Linked DNA regions of Hordeum vulgare: regions 2 and 3 are each linked to region 1. Evidence: chromatin contacts called from public Hi-C data. All regions are on one chromosome and are shown on one strand. The core of a region is the stretch at or near the end of the contact, and the rest is flanking DNA. Distances in the headings are between cores, read along the strand shown.

Region 1 (3,912 bases), core at 191-2,690:
GCGACGACCATTGCCGCGACGTAGCCACCGCGGCCGCGTGCTTCCGCGCTAGCTCCTGCTCCTCCTCCGCCGCTGCCGCCGCCGACTGCTGCTGCTGGTTGTTGCTGCTCATCATCTCAAGTGGCCTCCGGCGACGAGGCGCATCGTCGATCAGTTTGATCGTCCGCTAGCTAGCTTCACCTGCCATATCATATCACCAGGTCGATCTATTACTTAACATCGCATGCAGCTGCAGCTAACAGAGATTAACAGGCATCAAATTTATTTGTGTTCGTATATGAGCAGGCCACCAATGAAGCTCTGTGCCAAACGGCGCGCCGGGGGTCTACCGGTGGATGTGCGCCACGTACGTACTGTTCCATCGGCACCGAGGGAATGGGATTGGGGGAGGAGAGAGCGCGCGGCAGCTTTATTCAAGCTGCATGCAACTGGTGCAGTAGAAGAGATGGAATAGCAGCAGCTTGAGCCCCCCACCCCCCCGTGGACGCTGTGGATGCGCAGGCGCGCGCGGCACGATCTGCACTGCATGCGGTGCCCAAGAGAATGATTCGACGGTTGAACATATGAACGGCCAGCCCCGCCATCAGCCCTCTCTTTGATTGTTCTGCAGTCGAGTTATGAATTGAGTCGTACTGCAAGTCTCACCATTAATTGGGCGCCTCTCTGAAGCGAGGGTCTGTATTGAGTGCTAGGTGCCTCCTTTTCATAATCCTGCAGCTGCAGGTCTGTCTAGCTCCGGATCCTGGGTTCAATTTTTCTAACTCTAACTAAAGTCTGGGTGTCAGCAATTGGTAGAAGCGATGAGAATGGGTAATTTAAACTAGTCGGTTCAGATCGGGCGCTCCCACGAGGAAAAAGGAGAAGAGAAGAGCGAAAGAGAAATGGTCCTCTAGCTCTGGATCCGGTGCAGCTTTGGTTTGGATGCAAGAACACTTGGGTGGGAAAGGAAAACAATCTCTCGAAAGGACTCGACAGCCCCAAAGAATCTGTATACAAAGCGATAGGAATTAACAAATCTCGCTCAGATCCGCCGCATGAAATTCTAATCAAGGACCGCGAAAAGGCACCAAAAAATAAGAAATCCCACAAAATCCTATCAGTACACCCGGGATCTCCAATTCCTTATAGAACAGAATCAACAAATCAAAACAGCCACACATATATATAGTTATATACACACACCCATGGGAGAGCTAGCGGAATTAAGGAAGCTCACTCACAAGAACTCCACCGAGCTTTGCTAGCTAGGCAGCTCCCGGCCGGCGAGCTGCGGCGCGCGTAGCTGCTCGGTCTCTCCGGCCAGCCAGCTCGCGGTCACCTTCTGTAGGCGAACCCTAGCTAGTTAGCTGCCAGCAGGTAGCTTGAGAGCGGCAGCGGGAGCGAGAGCGAGCTAGCGAATTAGGATGTGGGAGTGGAGCTTGTGGTGGGTATTTACAGTACTGCCGCGACTGCATAAATGGTGGGATCGATCGATCAGCAGCTAGCGTCGCTGTCGCTTGTCCCTGTCCTTTTACCACCATAGCTGTGCTGTGTTGCTCCCCCGCCTCACTTCACTGAGTCGATCGATCCCCTCCCTCCACCCACCTGTACGTACGTAGCGGCGGCTGACCTGGCCACCGGCTCATAGGGCCAGGTACGTGAGCATAAATGTTATGTCCGAACTTGAGCTTACTTCCATGCAAACAACTACTCCGTAATAAACTTGAGCTTACGACGTTTGTAACGTGTACCAAGTTTTCCTTTTCATCGTATAATTGATTACTCCATCTAATTCATATTAATTATTGCTGATTTAACATAACTTTTACTAAATCAATGATAGATTGGAAATACTAGCAATATATGATTTCCTGCATCAATTGACACAGAGACCGGGTTTGTTATCCTCCATGAAAAACCCAAGTCATTCATTTTACAGCCGATAGATCGCTCCTCCAGACACGTACTAGCAAGCAAGTCCTATTTGTTGCCCATTTAGTGCTGCGAGCTGCCACCTCATTTTTACTGGAGGCATTCCTATATGGCAACTACCTCTGTAAATTAATCAAATACGTTTTTGACACTATTATGGACTCCAAAAACAGTCTTATAAAAAGATACAGAGGGAGTATTTGGCATGAAATGACAGGATAAAATATGCTGGACCTAACATTTACCCGCGCACGCATGCAGTGGCAAGAAACGGCGAAATTTGTGTTGACATTGACATGCAACACCTGTGCCTATGGATTATTAGCACTTAGCAGCTAGCTAGCTAGCTAGCATGCCAATTGCTTTGCCTTTTTAGAAGCTAGAACCCGAAGTTTGCAAGAACAAGTTGTGGATTCCGTCATTGGCCAGCACCTTAAGGCTGAAGCATGGCGAGTGCACGCACAACTTTGAGATATATCGCTAGATTGCTTACATGTTGGGCTTTCCAATATTTGGACCGGATACACTACCGCGCGTACCTTTACAAATCTTTCGACATCGAGGTCTAGGAGGCTACCTAGTTTAGGCTAGGGACCATTCTTCTTTTCAGCATCAACTAGAGCAGGACCACTCCAGCTTTTATCCACGGTAAAGACATGTATTTTTGGACAAAAAAGGAGGGAAATAATCGGACAGAATCATTTCCATGTGAGGTTGGATGAATTGATTCAGGCTAGTTTATCTTTCGCGTATTCTTGAGATTTCAGTATCCAGGGATGTGTCGTGTGATGTTGCTCTTTTGTTCCCGCCAGTTCCTTTGCTTCTGTAGCTGGGGTTGTGTTTTCACCGCGTTAAGTTTCACTTGTTATAGCTCCTTCTGTTAAAAATATAAAAATCTTCAGTTCAAGACCCTGACAGCATAGTATTAACAATATATATATTCTATAGCCTATATTGATCCCACGTCTAATGACTAAATAAGACAAGACGCGAGGGAGATGTTGAAATATATTGTTTGCGCCTTTATCCATAAATCTGAACTTTTATAGCAACTGGTTAAAGCATGAATCCAATAGGTAGCATTATATTGCATGGTTACTATCTTCTCATTGCATAATATCATAGCATAAAATCACAAATGCAGAGGTGGTGTTTTGGCTCATATGTATAGATACATCTGTTATGAAAATATATAAAAGATCACATTTTAAAATGTCAAAAAATTCCGAATAATAATTTCATGTGCACATCTAGACATTCTATGCTCGCACACAAAATTTCACAAAATTTTTTTTTATGTCACGTAGAAAAAAAATATAAAATATCCTGTGAATAGTTACAATCGAGCATCAAAAATTGTCTTTTTACAACAGCCACAGAAAATGTTCTTTTTCATCAAAACTTTGTGCACGAACATATAATGTCCGGATGTACAAGCGACATGTGTATTTACAAAAATGAATTTAGAAAATAGGTGCATCTTCACCTATGAGTCAAAGTGAATTTCCCCATAAATGCCACCTTATTTATTAATTTTTAGATGAATCTCAGGGAAGAAGTTCCTACAGTTTGGGGTCAAAAAAAATTATCGACAGAATCTCATAATGTGTACAAGATGTACTTGGCATTAAATTTTCTCATTTTGTGTGCTACTCCCACGTTCCTAAATATAAGACCTTTTAGACCTTTTAGAGATTACACTGTGGACTACATATGGATGTATATAAACATATCGTAGAGTATAGATTAATTCATTTTACTCTGTATGTAGTATATAATGAAATCTCTAAAATGTCTTATATTTAGAAACGGATGGAGTATGATATTGTATCATAACAATGCTATTAGTATCATCTCTCTCATCATTATTCATAGTGTCACATCGTATTAATGCATGTGTGTCACTACATGATACTGCAGTGAGAGAGACCATATTCTATGAGTAATTTAGAAGAATAATATAATATATTATGATTGTTCCTGTCTCTTTTATGGTGGCAT
Region 2 (4,089 bases), core at 530-3,029, 280 kb after region 1:
AACAAAATATAAAAATCCTAGAGTCTTGGCCATGTCAATCTTCATGCTATTTGTTTGAGACTCCCTAGCGCCTCTACTCGACCTAAAAGGTGATCTCGAGGACCCCGAAAAACTCGAGATCGCCCTCCATCCATATTTGTTGCAAGAATCTAGTGGATCACCATCATGGAGGAGTTGAGGGCTGCACGAAAGGAGGTAGACCTTCGGTATCACCTTGGGGTAAGCCCAGTGTATGATTGATTAATTTATCATTCCAAATCTAAACCTGGTCCATTGGAACCATAGAAGCCCATACCCAGCACTCCGATCAAGAAAAAAAATGGAACCGCCTGCAGTATACAAAATAAACTTTGTAGCTTGGATTATTCCCAACTTTCTGCAACCATTTCTTTTGCTTTGATTAGCTGTTGTCATGCAAGAATTTGTAAGTGGTTCGAATGGTTCCCGACATGAACGCTCAGGCGTAAGCCCGCAGTTTTGAAAGGATAGGGTAGGGTGGTGCTGGAACTGGAACTGGATTCTTGCGGCGTCAGTAGGCTCAAAGGGAATGGAAGACAGTGCTTGTGGTTCTCGTAGCTCATTTAAACGATATCCTCATTTTACATCATGATGTTCAAGCCAACCAATATATCTTTGATATACACTTGAAAACCAGAAACTTAGCAACACGCAATGATATACTTAACCTAGATGTCAGGTTATAACTAAAAACTTATGCAATAGGCATGATGCATTTCCCTTTAAAAAGATGGTGATGAAGATGGGTTTTACTGTTGAACCAATCATTGATAATTACTCCCTTCGTTCCACATTATAAGATGTTCTAAGTTCTTTCTGAATCGGATGTACGTGTAAGCGTTTTAGTGTGTTTGTTCACTCATTTCAATCCATATGTACTTCATATTGAAATATCCAAAACATCTTATAATTTGGAACGGAGGTACTCTAGTGGTTAACTATTTCACGAGTTGCAGCATGACAGAATATCTCATTTCCCAAAGCAAGGATGGGTTATCAACTATACACACGTACTGACGCCCCGAGCCCACATTTGATAATAAAAAGAACAGGCAGACACTGATTCAGATCAATATTACAGTTAGGCCTGCATGACAGGGAACCCTAGCTCTAACCCCAGATCTAAAGGTTGCAGCCCTCACCTGGATCACTTGGTGTAGCCGCCGCCGACGGCGTTGTAGTCCTCCTCGACGGCAGACATGACGTAGGGGACAGGGAAGTCCTTGGCGGGGTCGAACTGCTTGGCGGCCATGTAGCGCTCGAGGTCGGGCTTGCGGAGGAGGGTGCGGCGGACGGGCGGGCGGTTGCGGCGGCAGTCGCGCGGGTAGTACTTGATGTCGAACACGGTCTCCGGGTCGGAGGTGGGGATGACGGCCTTGGGGTCGTTCTCGCGAAGGGTGGCCGGGCAGGTTTGACGGTACTCGAGCGCACCCGGGAGCGCGCTGCGGTACTCGGGCGAGGAGCACGGGCCGGTGATCTCCCACGGCTTCTTGAAGAATTTGCGGAATGTCTGGATCAGTGACTTGCCGGCGCCGGCGGCGGAGGCGGCCATCGGGGGACGGTGCGGTGGCTACGGCCCGACGGGAAGGGGGAGGGTGGGAGCAGGGGAGATCGACAGATGCGGGAAGCGGCTGATTCGGCGACGGTGAAGACCGGAGAACCTGGATTTAGCTATGGGTGCGCAACGTGGCCTGATCTGGACCGTCTGGCCGGGAAGAAGGCCCAAGAAACGAGCAGAGTGGTGGAAAGGAGAAACTATCGCGAATATCATCTCTTGAAAAAATGTTCATCTTAAACCTTGGCAGGGCTTCGACGAATCGAACACCGAACTCGAAATCCCTGTGATTTATACCATAAATTCTTAGATTCTGGTCTAAATCAAACCCTGGTAGCATTTCTCAAACGGGGATTGCCGACGTGACAGGGATTGCGGGTCGTTTCCGCGCGCGACTTGTTTGATAAAAGTGGTCCGGCCCAGTTTGGCCCTGTCATTTCCCCTCGTTCTCTCCCTGTCCCCTGCTATTCCTCCTCTTGCGACGGCAATGGCGACCGGCGGTTGATCGGTGGCGCAACGACGATTGTGACGACTCAAGGACGCGTCCACAAAGCAGGTAATGATCTCGATGACCTCCTCCCCTGCCAGTAGTCGTTCTTGGTTGTTGTCGCATTAGGGTTAGGGTTTTGAGGTACGAATTTGGGGACGATATTGGTGGCAGAAAAGGTTCAATTTTTATGAAGAGGAATAGGTTTATATGCTTGATTTTGACCGCATTGTGTGTTTATTTCATTTTAATCATGGACCCCACTGAGATTTTGAGCGTTCGATTTCATATTGGAGGGGAGTTCATCCACATTGGTCCAAATTTGGACTATGTTGGAGGAGAAGAAGCAATGTCAGAGATTGAGAGGGATAAAGTGTCTCTGCAGGAAGTGAAAGGTTTTCTACAAGATCATATTCAATTAAAGGAATCGATGAAGTTCTATTTTCTGCTTCCTCGGAAAGATCAAGAAAAGTGCCATGTTGTATTCAAGAAGATCAAGAAAAGCATAGCAAGGACACAATATTTGGAGGTGCTTTGGAATGGAGAAGATGGTTTTGAAGTGAAGCAAGTTAATGGGAGAGGGAGGCAATATACAGTGAACCTACATAAGTGGACATGCTCTTGTGGCTACTTTCAGCTCGCAGGGCTTCCATGCCACCATGCAATTAGTGCCATCTACAAGTGCAACAGAAGTGTTGAGGATTACATTGCTCCTTGCTATTTTGTTGAAGTGTTCAACAAAATTTATGAGCATTGCTTGCAGCCAGTTAAGGGTGAGGAGATGTGGCCAGTGTCACCCAATCCTAGGCTAGTGCCTCCTGAATATGTAAGGTCGCCAGGAAAAGAAAAGAAAGGAAGGCCTAGCAAAAATGACAGGAGAAGAGAAGAAACTGGGCAACCAAAGGGGAAGAAAATGAGCAAGCATGGCACAATTATCAAATGCTCATTGTGTGGTGATACTAGACACAACAAGTCAAGCTGTAAGCAAAATCCAGAGAGAGGCAAGAAGAAGAATGCACATCTTTCTAAGAAAAAAATCCATGGAAGGTATTTTTTTTGTTCATCTCCTTACTACATTTAAAGTGGTTTCTTCACACTTATCCTAACTTGCAAAAAATGGCAGCAAACCAAAGGAACATCTGCATCACAACCTCAAGCTCCACCAGCAACTGTTGCACCTGGCTCAACTGCTGCATCTCGTGCATCTGCAAATTCTCCAAGAACCAACAGGTTTAAACCTCCAAGAAAGAGATCTGCACCTGGCTCATTTGCTGCACCTCGCTCATCTGGTGCATCTGCAAATCCTAGAGCATCTACTACAAGAGGGACAAGATCTGGAGCTAAAAGGGACAGAAGAAGGGCTGCTGATACAATGCCAACCTATCAGTATTTCACCTGCAGTGGAAACTACTAGTCATTGATCAAAGTTGATCATTTCTAGTAATTTTGTTGATGTTGCAATGTTTCAAACATTTCTGATGTAATGTTCATATTGCAAACATATCTTTTGTAATGGCCAAAACCTACTAAATGGCAGTGCTGGATGAGAACTAAATGTCAAGGATGGAGTTGCTATATCAGTGCAAATTTCCCTGCTATTTCATTCAGTGCAAACATTAACTTGGATACAACTGTTAGTACATACAACGGTAGCATTTGCAGCCAGGGTTTGGAATAGACTTAACTTGCCAAAAGACCACTACTACATTGCATTCAACTGTCAGTGAACAGACTTACTGTAGTAGCATTTTCTCTACCACTAAACCTACCACGAAGACAACAAAAACAATGACAACATAGTGATATTTCCTCTTCAGTGCATCTATCTCTGCATTCTTCTCTTTCATCTGATCTTGCACAGATATAGCCAACACCTTTCTTCCAATTTGAGATTCAGGCACAGCGACAAATGGAGTGACGTCTTCAAATCGACAATCATTCCATCCACCTCTCAGCCTATGCACTTCATCTCGCAGATGTCCAATCTGATCACTCAAAAACTTCGGCAATGGATCATCATGCCATTCAA
Region 3 (4,121 bases), core at 646-3,145, 440 kb after region 1:
CTGTATGCAGTTCCCTTTGTCGAGTGGTATTTTACTTGCCCGAGATTCGATCATCGGTATCTCCATACTTAGTTCAATCTCGTTACTGGCAAGTCTCTTTACTCGTTTCGTAATACAAGATCCCGTGACTAACTCCTTAGCCACATTGCTTGCAAACTTCTTATGATGTTGTATTACCGAGTGGGACCAGAGATACCTCTCCGTCATACGGAGTGACAAATCCCAACATCGATCCATGCCAACCCAATATACACCCTCGGAGATACCTGTAGGAGCATCTTTATGATCATCCAGTTATGTTGTGATGTTAGATACAAACAACGTATTTTCCAGTGTGAGGGAGTTGCATGATCTCATGGTCTTAGGAACAGATACTTGACATGGAGAAAGTAATAGCAATAAACTTAGTCATACAATTAAATGCTATGCTTACGGTTGAGTCTTGTCTATCACATCATTCTCCTAATGATATATGATCCCGTTATCAAATGACAACTCATATCTATGGTTAGGAAATTTTAACCATCTTTGATCAATGAGCTAGTCTAGGTATTAAGAACAATTAGTGATGTATCATGGACGAAAATGATGATGATGAAGAGTTGTTATATGACAATGATGTATTATGATGATACTGTATGAAAACATGTATAATGGCGCTACTAATACGACAGGAATTAAACATTGAAAGCAGTAACATTAGCAGTAGCGCTGGGTTTTCGGTAGCGCTTTATCTGCTCCAGCGCTACTGCTAATGTGTATACCAGTAGCGCTGGATAAAACAGCGCTACTGCTAACAGATTAGCTGTAGTGCAATTGAAGTAGTGCTGGCACCAGCGCTACTAGTAAGGGACAAACCAGCGCTACTGGTAGCATTTCTCCTACTAGTGTATAGTAGAGGCTTTACTAGGGACTTCGCGTTGTTTATGTATCCACACATGTATGTGAGTTTCCAATCAATACAATTATAACATGGATAATAAACGATTATCATGAACAAGAAAATATGATAATAACTAATTTATTATTACGTGTAGGGCATATTTCCAACAGCTCGTGGACTCCTCTTATACTTTTTATGAAATAACTTTTTTTACTATAACTTTTTTACAAATTTAGATACATTTGTTGGAGTGTTAACTAATTTTGTACGAATGATGCTAATCCCAACTAAATATAAGGACGAATCAATATGTGATTAGATAGTTAGAAAGACGGTGATATTCTTTATCCATCAGAGTTCAAGTTTCAAGCTTGACAATGAAGTTCGTATTTTCATGGATTTATTTTAGGTCTTTCGTCGATGTGCGTTGAGTGGAAGGAGACGTTCCGTCGCCTACGAAGACGTGTGTGACAACTTTATCAATCTAAAAATAATATGTTGACTCAGTTTCTTGAAGGTGTTCATAAAAATAAAATGTACATGCATGCGTTCGTAGGGCTGCTGATTGTATGTCCGTGCATGTGAGTGATTGTATTGTGACAAAAAGACTAAATACAAGCATGAAAAATAAAAGGCAGGCCGTAGACGATCGAACCACGAGCGTATCCGCTAATCCACGCGGGCTCGCCGCACACGGCCCGTCGCTAGTCGCCCCCCACACACCGGCCGGAAAGAGGCCGGCACGGCTCACACCGCTATCCAAAGATCGGCTGTTTATACGGGGGGCCCGCATGTAAGCGAGGTAACACGGATCGTATCCCGACTCCCCAAGTGCTCCTGCTGTCCTACATAATCCCATCAACACTAGCTGTTCATCCCAAAGAGATTGTCCCACGAGTTTCAAAATCAAAATCAAAAGAGGTTGTCCTCCGAATATTCCGCCAACGTGGGAGCGCAGCATCGGTGGGCGTATATACGTCCCCGTCACGGGCGCCCAGAAGATTAAAAAAACGGGAGGAAGAAGAGGATGGCACGTTAACGGCGTGCCAGAAAGAAAAAGCGGGAGCGAATATAGCGAGAGAGAGAGAGAGGGAGGGGCCCGGCCGTGCCGTCGTCGTCCTCCTCGCTCCATTAGAGCCAAGCTCTCGGGTCTCCGCCTCTGCTCGCCTCCCGCTGATATCGGAACCGCAGCGGGCGAAGCAGCAGCACTATGCGTCCGTCCCTCTGTAAGCCCCCTTCCCCCCCTATTCGATTAGCTGGCCTTCGCCCCCGATACTTCCCCGCCGCGGCGATCTATCGAGCCCGTCCAGAGCTATTCCTCCCCTTTCTCCTCCTGTGCGATTTTTCTGACGCCCACACGCTCGGTTGACAGATAAACTGTGTAGCGGCGATGTGCAGGCACGAATTGAGGTGATCCGTGATAAGGCAATTAGGCAATGGCTGCTATTTTGTGCAGATTAGGACCACAGAAGTCTCTGCTAGGATTGGGGTGGGCGGCAACTAGCCAACGAACGTGCTCTAGGGGTTGCGCTAGTCCGCGCGATTCTGTACAGTTTCTGCAGTGTTAGTGGTAGACTGGTAGTGCTATGTTAGGTGCATTACTATTTTTATTACTCCCGTTTAGTGCTTTATATCATGCCGGTTTAGTGCTTTATATTTGTGGGGAAACTGTTGCTTGGTCGGGCAAACTGGACCAGGGTGCTCACATTTAGGCTGCAGCCTGCAGGATATACAGACAAGTTTCTGGTCTCAGATTTTCCCTCATTTGATATATGTTATGCTATGCCAAGAGTTTTTTTTTTCTTCGTTTCCTTCATGCAGTGGAACTTGCTGTGAACTCCTGATGTTAGTGCTTTCTTTAACCGAAATTGTTGGTGTGGGAAGCGCTGACATTATCTTAAAAAAAATTCAAGATAAGTTCTAAACAAGTGCCACAGAAGAAACACACAAACTCGATCGTGTGAATTATGACCTGCACAATATGTAATGCAACATAAATGAAACCAAGAAATTATAAACATTAAAAACTGAGGATTTCACTTCTTTTCAACAATGCTAGTCCATGAAGAATCTTTCATTGGCTGTATCCATAGTGCAAACGTGCATATTCTTTACCGAAAAAGGCTTTCGCCCCACTTTATATATAAAGCAAACCGCCCGAGCCACAACATCCACACAGAGGTTCACACCACACACACACACTCGAAAAGTTAGTACAAACACACAGAAGGTACGAAAAGGGTTAATGCTGAGGGCACAGCTCAACAAGCCCTGAAAACAGAAACACACGGCACAACGTGCATATTCTTTCATCAATATGTTCAGAAGTATAGAAAATAAAGGGAGGAGAGCAGCTAGATTAGTTTCTTCTCCCATTGCATATATCATGGTTACTCGCGTCTTCTGCATATAGCATCCATCCTTCTACATATCCTATCCATATAACACCAAATTAAATCTGTGCACTTATGCTAACTCGTTTCCAATTATAATGAATCTTCATGGACTTTGTCTTTAAATAATTTTCTGTGGAAGTGTTTGATTCAATTTATCTCCTGTGATAGTTTTGACACTACCCATATTTGACGCCATGTAATGTTTTCAGTATTGCATGTTCTCATGGCTATTTAAAAAAAAAATTCAGAGGGCTCTCTGTGGTAGTTATATTTGTCACTGTTAGAATATAGTTGAACTCTTCTGTTCGGACTGGATATGAGGATTCTAATAACAGTGTTAAATATTTAACATTTATTTCTAAACTGTCTACAAAGATCACAATGAAAAATTAACTTTTGTCAAGCTATCTTATTTTAGTTCTGTTATCATCCTTGGCAGGTCATGTTCCTTTTCTTCTTCTGCTACTATTACATGTGGCCATTGCTAGACCATTCTTTCCACTGCCAAGTAAGACTAGTAATGAAGAGAAGAAGCCAATACAGACATTTCGACCGTATAATATTGCTCACCGTGGCTCAAATGGGGAAATCCCGGAGGAAACAAGTGCTGCTTACCTGGTACAGCTCATAGAATTTACATGACAAATAAAATAGTATCTCTTTTTTGCATATGGAAGATGATACCCTTATTAAGAGGATATATCACTGGATGGTTAGATTTCTTAAATTGACCATTGCAAATGCTACAAAACTCAATTCTGATAAGTTTCAATCATGTGATTTTTCGCCGTTGGAAAATTATGTTTCATGACAAAAAAACTGTTGCAGAGGGCTATTGAAGA

Evidence for each region. A called contact is a pair of places that touch in the nucleus more often than the background predicts.
Region 2: a contact with region 1 is called in a Hi-C map of leaf, with 4 times the contacts expected there. The contact joins the promoter of LOC123444479 here to the promoter of LOC123440284 in region 1. A contact is called at or near these places in 3 of 6 Hi-C or Micro-C datasets (leaf and seedling) and 1 of 1 datasets of contacts at active chromatin or transcription factors (embryo).
Region 3: a contact with region 1 is called in a Hi-C map of seedling, with 4 times the contacts expected there. The contact joins the promoter of LOC123444480 here to the promoter of LOC123440284 in region 1. A contact is called at or near these places in 2 of 6 Hi-C or Micro-C datasets (leaf and seedling).

Annotation. Positions count from the first base shown.
Region 1 is chr3H:498,351,234-498,355,145 of MorexV3_pseudomolecules_assembly, forward strand. LOC123440284 reads right to left here and starts at 1,441. Exons shown (of 2, transcript XM_045116862.1): 1 at 1,221-1,441; 2 at 1-180. The coding sequence starts at 115.
Region 2 is chr3H:498,633,895-498,637,983 of MorexV3_pseudomolecules_assembly, forward strand. It overlaps LOC123444479, which reads right to left and starts at 1,780. Exons shown (of 2, transcript XM_045121199.1): 1 at 1,161-1,780. The coding sequence starts at 1,570. The coding sequence ends at 1,166.
Region 3 is chr3H:498,793,882-498,798,002 of MorexV3_pseudomolecules_assembly, forward strand. It overlaps LOC123444480 (glycerophosphodiester phosphodiesterase GDPD6-like), which reads left to right and starts at 1,896. Exons shown (of 12, transcript XM_045121201.1): 1 at 1,896-2,109; 2 at 3,719-3,897; 3 at 4,108-4,121. The coding sequence starts at 2,094.